Regions from separate parts of the Bactrocera dorsalis genome. Here region 1 is linked to region 2. A link is a contact called in public Hi-C data. All regions are on one chromosome and are shown on one strand. Each heading gives the region's core, a stretch centred on a gene start, on an enhancer-like site or on the middle of the called end of the contact. The rest is flanking DNA. Distances are from core to core; before and after follow the strand shown. Region 1 overlaps LOC105230528 (netrin receptor DCC). Region 2 overlaps LOC105230528 (netrin receptor DCC).

What was found. Hi-C and Micro-C count contacts between places; a contact is called where the count stands out from the background.
Region 1: a Hi-C map of whole body shows a contact between it and region 2, with 2.9 times the contacts expected there. The contact joins two enhancer-like sites. A contact is called at or near these places in 2 of 2 Hi-C or Micro-C datasets (both in whole body).

What each region holds. Positions count from the first base shown.
Region 1 is chr3:91,354,649-91,359,292 of ASM2337382v1, forward strand. All of the region lies in intron 1 of LOC105230528 (netrin receptor DCC), which reads left to right. Among protein-coding and RNA genes, the nearest start is that of LOC109579860, 63 kb to the right of the region's middle. Within about 2 kb of position 2,898, the one cell type or tissue checked has open chromatin away from gene starts, as enhancers often do.
Region 2 is chr3:91,294,999-91,299,359 of ASM2337382v1, forward strand. The region is part of intron 1 of LOC105230528 (netrin receptor DCC); the gene reads left to right. Among protein-coding and RNA genes, the nearest start is that of LOC105230528, 14 kb to the left of the region's middle. Within about 2 kb of position 1,718, the one cell type or tissue checked has open chromatin away from gene starts, as enhancers often do.

The DNA.
Region 1 (4,644 bases), core at 1,648-4,147, 61 kb after region 2:
TTTCATAGGAACAGTTCGAAACTTCCTACCGTCAAATCGCGATTTTCATGTCGATTGATTCATTTCCTGTGAGGAAGTTGAGTGAGCAACCTGAAGAAGTGTTGTAAGCGTTCAAGAAATATTCTTCTCTCTCTAATTTGCAATATTAAGTATTTTATTAATTAATTTTTACACAGTTTGTACTAAATAACTATAAAATAATATATATATATATATATATATATGTATGCATATTTGTTTTACGAATTTCCTTCTTGGTTTTTATGGCCGCTGCTAGCCACAGACGCCGTCGTAATGACAACAACCAATTTCTTCATTAACTGAGCAAACACTTGCTTTGCTTCAAATTGTCGGAATCGGCCAGTTTTTTTTTCTTATTGTTGCTTGGCGGCCGCTGCATTCTCAGCCGTGTTGCCTTTATTGGCGCTGCTGGCGGTGCGTTGTGGCATGCGGCACGCTGCGACGCATCTCTACGCGCTGTGTGGTATGTTTATTGCCGACGTTCCTTGCAATTTTGTTGCATGCCACTCGTGTGGCATGACGGCGACCGAGTTGGTGATGCTATGTTGCTGCAGCATTTTAGCGGTTTTACCGAATAAGTAGCGGTCAAGCATGTGTCGGTGTGTGAGTTCGTGTCACTTGTACTTAAAAGTTCGTTGTGCAATTTTTTATGCCACCGTGGAATTCTGTCACTAACTCAATGTGGCATTACTGCAGCATTTTATGCATTTCGTTGCACTGCCTGCATGAAAATCGTGCGTATTTTTACCATTGGCTGGGAAAATTGGATAATTGTCACACATGCTTTGCAGTAATACCACATGAAATGCATTAACTTTTAAAAATAACCCTATTCTAAAAACTTTTTAAGGTTTAAACTTTTTGCCCGTAAGCCATTCTAAGTTGTTCAATAAGTTTTGTCGTTTGATAACAAAAACACAATTTTATGATTCAAAATACACCTTATTATTCAGTATAATCTCCCTGCGCATTAATACCTTGCTCTAACGATCCTCCAATCTGTGGATCCTACCCCTGAAGTTGGATCCGGAAGCCAATATGACCTCTTCATTTGATGAAAAACGCTTGCCAAGCATACATTTTTTTGAGTTCTGGAAACATATAGAAGTCGCTGGGGGACAAATCAGGTGAACACATTAGATGCTCCAATAATTCGAACTGTAATTCATGGATTTCAGCCATTGTCAAAATGGTCTTGTGACACGGTGCATTGTCTTGATGAAAAAGGATTTTTTTCTTCTGCAAACCGGGTCTTTTTTCACGATTTTTTTCCTTCAACTGATTCAAAGGTTGCAATAATATTCAGAGTTAATTTTTTTTTATCAGTTTGCAAGTAATCCACTAACAAAATTCCTCTCGCATCCCAAAAAACTGATGCCATAACTTTCTTGGCCCATTTCCGGACACGAACTCGTTTCGAAGCCGAAAAACTAGATTCACACACTCTTTAGCCTCTTGTTTTGGTTCAGGATCATGGTAGTGATGAATCGACGAACAAAATCCATTTTATATAAAGAAAATAAATTTCGCAATATTGAATTATTCAATGTTTGCATACAAAAAATATCAACTAAAAACGGAGATGTTACAATCAAAATGTGCAGTTTATTGCTGTAATCTCCTGTCAAAATGGACATGTACAGAATATCCGAATCAATGCCAACGGGGGAGAAAACTTTGTATATTAAACACGGGTAGTTCTTCCACGCAACCCATCTCCCTTGGGACGTGCGATATTTAGGGCGAAACCATAACTACGAAATCAAAAGAATAAAAGGTAGAAGGGATGCCATACGCGTGGCAGCTGTCAGCTGCTCGCAGATTTGACACACTTTCGACAGGCATACATTTTACTGGATTTCCACCGTTTGCAAACTACACTGACCTCGCGCAATCCAAACCAAATTCGATTAGAACTCGTCGATATCGCATTTACATTGGCGTGGAATGCAAACCACGTTTCAGCTTATGGAAATCCGACCGGCTGGACGTTGCCAACATTTAAGGGATGGGAGGCGTATGCAAGCGAAGTAATTCGTTCAAAGCATCTGCGCTTTTGCTTTGCCGAGTTCGAAGTGCCTTTTAGATTTGGTTCAAAATTATAGGAATTGAGGGCGGTTTATTATTTGATTTGCTCATTTCGTTAGAAATGCCTGGAAATGCGTTGCTGCTTTGAGTAATTAAGTTTCATAACTTTTCCGCTAATAAAGAAAACTGTCAGGGAAATGAACCAAATTTTCTATGATGCTTGTTTAAAGTTTTGACCAGATATGAGAGTAAATGTATCACGTGGAAGGGTAATAAGTCTATCACACGCTTTATACGAGTAGTTACGCGGCTACTGCCATTACCTTTTAGCCGACTAAACTATGTTTTCAGGGACCGTTCTTTCATGTTGCACCTTTAACCGAAGTTGTAAATATTCACTTAACCAAGGAACGAATTAAGTCTTCTAATATTGTTCTAACTGAAAGTAACTAATTTATACCTATTTTATTTTGGGTGTGGGAGCTGCACTTTCGCCTTAGTGTTGCCTTTCCTACACAACCTAATGCACGATTGTTAATTAAGCCGAATTGATTCGTCACGCATTGCAAATTAAATTGCTTTTTGAGGCATTTTCATTGTTGCTATTGCAAAAATTGCTTCTGAATGAATGTTGCACGCAGTGGCGCAAGGCGTTGCACTCAACCGACACATTCGAAAACAAATACCACGCGTGCCTATTTGGCATGCGCCGGGGTATTATTGCTTCTGAAAAATTAATATCGGCGAATAATTTGTAATAAATCAAATTGTTAACGCACGAACTCCCCGAACCACGGCATTTGACAGGGTGCTGTGTCAAGAGATGCCGTCAGACCAAGTTTTCGTCGAACGAACCGACCTGAGTGGCGCACTGGCTGGCAGTGGGACGCGCGCTCACACGAAATTCGTCGCGAGTTTGTGACACTTTGATGCTGATTTATCGGCGTCCACATCGCTTGCCACTCGCTGGTTGCAACTGCATGGCAAGTGGCACGGGGACCCACTTTGTGTGTGTTTGTGAATGTGGTTGCTGCGATCAAAGAATCCGATCTCGAGCCGTGTTCGCCTCTGCGAGTCGTTTTAATTAAATTACTTTGGATAAAACCCTGTTGCCGTTGTTGTTGTTTTTGCCGTCGTCGCTGCTGCACAAGTGCAAGTGATTAACTTGCTGCGGGCCAAAGTGAAGTTGTAGAAATCGCCATTAAGTCGCTTTAATCTACACATCCATTTGTTCATACAAATATATGAATGTGTGTGCGTTTGTATGTATGTGTAAGTGGGGTATTTATATCTGTTTGCATTTGGGTATCGCGGTGGCAATCTGTGCACTCTCGCCGTAATTATTTGGCGCCATGTGACACCTTAAAGTCGATTCCAATTTGTGCGACACACGCTTGACAGCTGACGACTGTCGTCCGGTTTCGGTCGCTGCTCTTGGCTGCTGCTGTTACATTACATGCGATCACTGTTGTAATTACATATATCGATATTTATACGATTTACCTTTCGTTTTACAAATTTTAATGTCGTTAAGCACTTGCGTATGTTGAGCATATGCCCTGTAGGGCAATAGACTCGTTGACAGCTGACAAATTCATGAGGTCAAAGTGTGAAAGTAATGTTTTTGTTGCATTTTTTCGACTTTATTGGATAGGTCATGAAGAGATAAAGCCCGCAATTCCAATGCCAAACCATACTTTTGAACATTATTTCAAAAGAAACCGCAGTGGTCTTTTAAGAAAATTGCCAAAGAGGCAGGGCCTAACCCTAAAACCATTTCTAGCCTTATCAAACGTTTTAAAGAAGATGTGGATATTGACAAGAAGAACGGTTCTGATAAAAAGAAGGGACCATGAGAAGGCTAGGAAGGCTGGCTTCTCAGAATCTTTCGTATGCAGCACGCAGAAGGAAGCTGGGCTGAAGACGTACAAGGTACAGAAAGTTCCGGATAGAAAGGCCGTCAAGAACGAAACCGCAAAACAATGAGCTATGAAGCTGACGAAAGATTTTGTTAACAAATTCGAATGCTTCATAATGGATGACGACACCTATGTTTTAGCGGACTTTTCTAATCTACCTGTAGTGGAATTTCATACAGCCGATTCTCGAGGATATGGTGCTGAAAAATTCAAAGCCAAAAAGCTGACAAAAGTCTCAAAGAAAATTCTTGTGTGGCAGGCAATTTCCAGTTGTTGTGTCCTATTTCTAAGTCAACATGAAGTCTACACGTTATTTTGGCCTAACCTCGCATCATGTCACTATAACAAAATAGACTTATATCGGTATTCTGACTAAGTCACTACTAGTGACAAGCAGAATATCGATATTAGTATTCCAACGGAATGCAGTGATTTTAGTACCTAGAGAAGCGAATCCATATTACTGACCAGAACTGAGGCTGATTAAGAGATGATGAGCTTTAGTAAAAAGGGAGATGAAGGCAGCAAAAAAAGTCACCAAAGACCTTCGAAACAGAAAAAAAGTGATCTTCTGCAGCTATGAGAGTATGGGGCACTACTCTAAACGCACTAATGGACGGAGCTCCGGCTTTTTCTCCCGTCCTGATTTCAAATTTTTTCACAGAAATATCCATTC
Region 2 (4,361 bases), core at 468-2,967:
AGTCGTTTCAAGTGAAGGTAACAGCCGCCTAACATTGATGCAAATTCTGGAAGATGTAACCTTATATAAATAGAAAGTTTTAGGAGTGTTGCAAATATCAGGGATTTATTAAAAATCGTATATTATTGCAGAAAGCAATCTTCGAACAATACGATCTGGTCAATCTGACCGTTATCCAAATTTACAATTTCGATAAGAGTAATACAAATCTTTATTCCAAGGCATAAAACAAAGTTCCAAAAACTTGTTATAAGTGCCGGTTGAGATGGCTTTAGTGCTTTCAGCGGATTTTGGATTTCCGGGTTCGGCCATTCTCTATATTGTTGGACAGTTTCGAAGTTATATTCATAAACCTGCGACTTCATTCAGGTCTTTTGGTATGAGTCCAGCTTTGACAGATTTCATACACAAAACATTAACCAAAAAGGTTGAGTAGATCCATAAGAGATGTTTAAATCCTTTGCTATTACTCAGATGCCAACACGACGATTTTCAAGAACCGTATATTTTGATGTTATTCATCACCAGAAGTTGATGGACAACATGAGGAACGTCTTCGATGACCTCACGACATTCTCGAATGCTTTGTCCCTCCAATACTTTTTTTCGTGATAAGGTAGACTCCACAAAACACTTCTCAAACCTTTTCAACGATTGCTTCGCTATGATTCCATTGAAACCCCAAATTAATATTTTTTTTTTTCATGGTAGAAATCGCCACCGAAACTATTCTCGTCATAAACAAACAGCTGCCGAACACACACTAAATGACATATGGAGATCAAACTCCACACGAACACAAGAAAGGTTGTGTCAGTTCGAGGGAAATGTTTTTTTTTTTTGCCAGACAGTCCGGGTCAAATTTGATCAGATCGCGAATAACAGTTATTTCTTAGTTACTTGAGTATCTTTTTCAAGAACCAACATTATTTTGCGAGGGTTTACAAGATTTTTTTTTTTAACTAAAATTGCTCCACTAGAATAAAAAGATAATATTGTATTTGCATATATTTCGGCGCATTATTTAAAATAAGCCCTGCACGATTTAAGCGGAGTCGCACACCTATTATTAACCTTTCAATTTTATTTGGCAATCCTTCGTATTCAGCATTATTTCGAGCCACTCACATTCGTAACTGCTTGAATCGTCGATAAAATTACCAAAATTAAATATGACTTTAAGCATGGAATAAAAGTAGTGATTACATATAATGATAATGGCGGCGATAGCATTAATATGCCATGAATATGTACTTATCGTTGTAATGACCATAATTATGAGAATCGTCGATGCTTAATGAGTGGCGTGCAACAAGCAATTGAAGCTGCTCGACGGCCTCAACAGATGGCTACAGCGAGTGCACTTGCCTTAGAGAGGGCACTTGTGGCCGAGAGCAGCCGCACTTGGTGGCACATAATCCGTTTTATGGCAGCCAATTGATTGGGAATTGAATACGAAACCCAACATAAAAATCATGTGCGACGAAGAAACGGCACATGGTGGCCGAAGATGAGGTGGAGTGTGCGAGCGTGAAGCCCTAAAAACAGCATGAAAGGCGTGCATAAAAGGCACTCAGAGACGCGCTCGGCACGACCGAGTTACAACGAGTGCACTCTATGGAATAATATAGTACTTATGGGGAGATGTGTGAGTGCGAGTGTGTGTTTGTGTGTAAGCTGCGCTGACATGTGAACATGACATTCGCAGTTGTAATGAGCCACACGGTGGATGTTGCCAACTCCGACGCCAATGTTGACAACAACTGAGTTGTTGACGCGCTCCACCGCGTACCTTGCGCTGCTGATCAATGAAAAGTGCCGCCACAATGCAGTTGATGGTCAGCAAAGAGTCGAATGTGCGACTGGACAGATATAGCATTGTTCGGTTGAAAATCAAAAGCGAGAAAAAAGCGAACGAACGAGAAGAATGCGCGCGTCATAACTTACAACGAGCGCACACGTCGCACAGGTCGGGCGATGTAATGAGGGAAAAAACTGCTTAAAGGTTACGTCGTGGCGTCTTTACGTGGACTTGGCCAACAAGTAGATATTTATTGTAGTTGCAGTCGTGTTTGCTGCACACCGTTTTGGAAGCGAGCAATGTGTGACCTGTGACTCTGTGACGCTCGCCTGCCATGTGCGGCATGTGATGATGAGTGTCTTACCACTTTATTACCATAAACGGTCTTTAAATGAATGCTAAATGGTGTAATATGTGACCGCCTCCAACGCAGAGTGTCTGCCGTGGCAATATTGCTCGGCCACATGTTGCAGCAGCTTTGTGAACATGAATGAGTCGTCGCTAGTGGACTTACATAAAGTGCTGTGGGGCGACATCGGGCAAGGCGAAGGGAGAATTGTATACAGTGTCGGATATTGAAATGAGAATGACACTGGTTCAGATGTGCTTTAAGACAAAAAAACTCGCTCCCTTTTTAAGTATATCGTTCTTACTCACTTTCAAATTCAGTTTAGAATTTGTGGAAAGTAATATAACTGATCTTCTTTCGCTGTGACTGTACATCGGAGCCTGCGCGCACCGACTGTATTCGGTAGAGGGCGTTCTTAGCTAACGAACGACCGGATGGTCAGTTGTCTCCGAGCACATGGAGAGAGGTTTGAATAACGTAATCAGCGGTGACCAGCTATGGAGCTTTGAGTATGATCTCGAGACAAAGAGGCAATCTTCCGAGTCTTTTTTGACATCAATGGCATCGTCCATCATGAATTTATTCCTTTTTGACAAACCGTCAACGCCAAGTTTTACGTGGAAGTCCTCAAGATGCACAAACGAAGGGTCAATAGGGTTCGACAAGACATCGCAACCGATTGGAAGTTGCACCACGACAACGCCTCGGCTCACACCGATGAAAAGCAAGCATTTTGAGACGACAGAGGGGATCCAAGCAGCATGAAAAATGTCTTCCGTGACGCCGTACCGCTTGGAAATCGGGCTGGCAGCGCTGCATCGACGGAGAAGAAACCTATTTGGTTTTTTCTCATTCTTGAATCTAGTTGTTCTGTCCATACCGCAATGCACGCCACTGTAAGCGTCTGTGTTCACAATTATGCTTTAAATTGGATAAACACGTTTATCGCTCGTTCTTTGTGTGACCACCTCATTTGTATTAGTATTTCGTCTCCATCTTTTCTCCACACTACACTCTTTATCGACCACCAGTTGCTGGTCACATGCGCCTCTTCGCTGTTCCGACGCGTCAACTCGTCTTCGACCGCATACTTTATGCCGTATGATTTCGCATTTCAGTGCGGGTGTGCAGAGGAGTAAGTAGTAAATTATGATGATTATGCAGCTGACTTAATATTTATGAGATTAAATGCTGTGGTGTACGTTTAAAAGAAGGCCACGAGGTCTTCAGCTGTTGGAAACATGAGAAAGCGAGCTGTGAAAGCGTTATTGCACTTCAACACAATCAATTCTTGTGTGCGCGCTCATTAAATTTGTTTGTCGTGTATTAAATTTACGACCACAGTGCAGCAACGCTCGTTAGCTTACCTTCTTCGACTGCTTCAGCGCCCCAGGAAAAGTGTGAGAATCAAATATTTCTGCCAAATGTATTTATGCAGTTGCGTTGGGAATGTGCGGACAGCACCGTCAATTCCCACAGAGTCCGATTGCCCAATTCAAATTTGAGTTTTCAGTACTCCTGCAGTTGCTAGCGCTCCTCTAACCTGCTAAAAATCCCCCAACAAATGTCAAAATAGTCTCGCCTCGCCGTCCATCTATTTCCATGGCATAGCGTATGCATTCCTTTTCCTCAACGCGTTGTCCACCCACGTCGTTTGCACGCATGCGCACTCACACACGACCACGCCTACTCAAGACATCACTGCATATGAAGCAACTTTGAGCTGAAATAGCCATCAAATGCCAGCAGAGGCAACGGCAAGGCGCATTCAAATCAACATGCAAATGCATTCGTCAGAAACTGCACTTCACACAAAGCCCTTCCTCCCCGCCAGATGGTACTAGTGCCATGCATGCAGCTGTGAAATGAAATCGCAACATCTTCCAATTCCAATTGACGTGCGCGTCGCCGGTTGTTTACTCCCAGCTCGTTTGTTGTCTGCTCAGTGCGAATTCGAGTCGAACTTCACAATGCGTCTTCGCTCCACGACGCTGGCCACCACTAGTCCCCGCTGCAGTCACTCGGCCATAAAGAGTTTCGTCGTTCGTTGAACCGTCAAATTGCCTGGCGGTAGGCAGTCGCAGAGGCAGTGGTGGCAGAGCTTTGTAGAGCAAACGCAACAAATTGCACACAAAGAAGTTTGAAGTTAGGACAAGGCGGAACAGAAACGATGAGCAGCTCATTCACGGTGGTTGGGAAGATGCGAAGTAA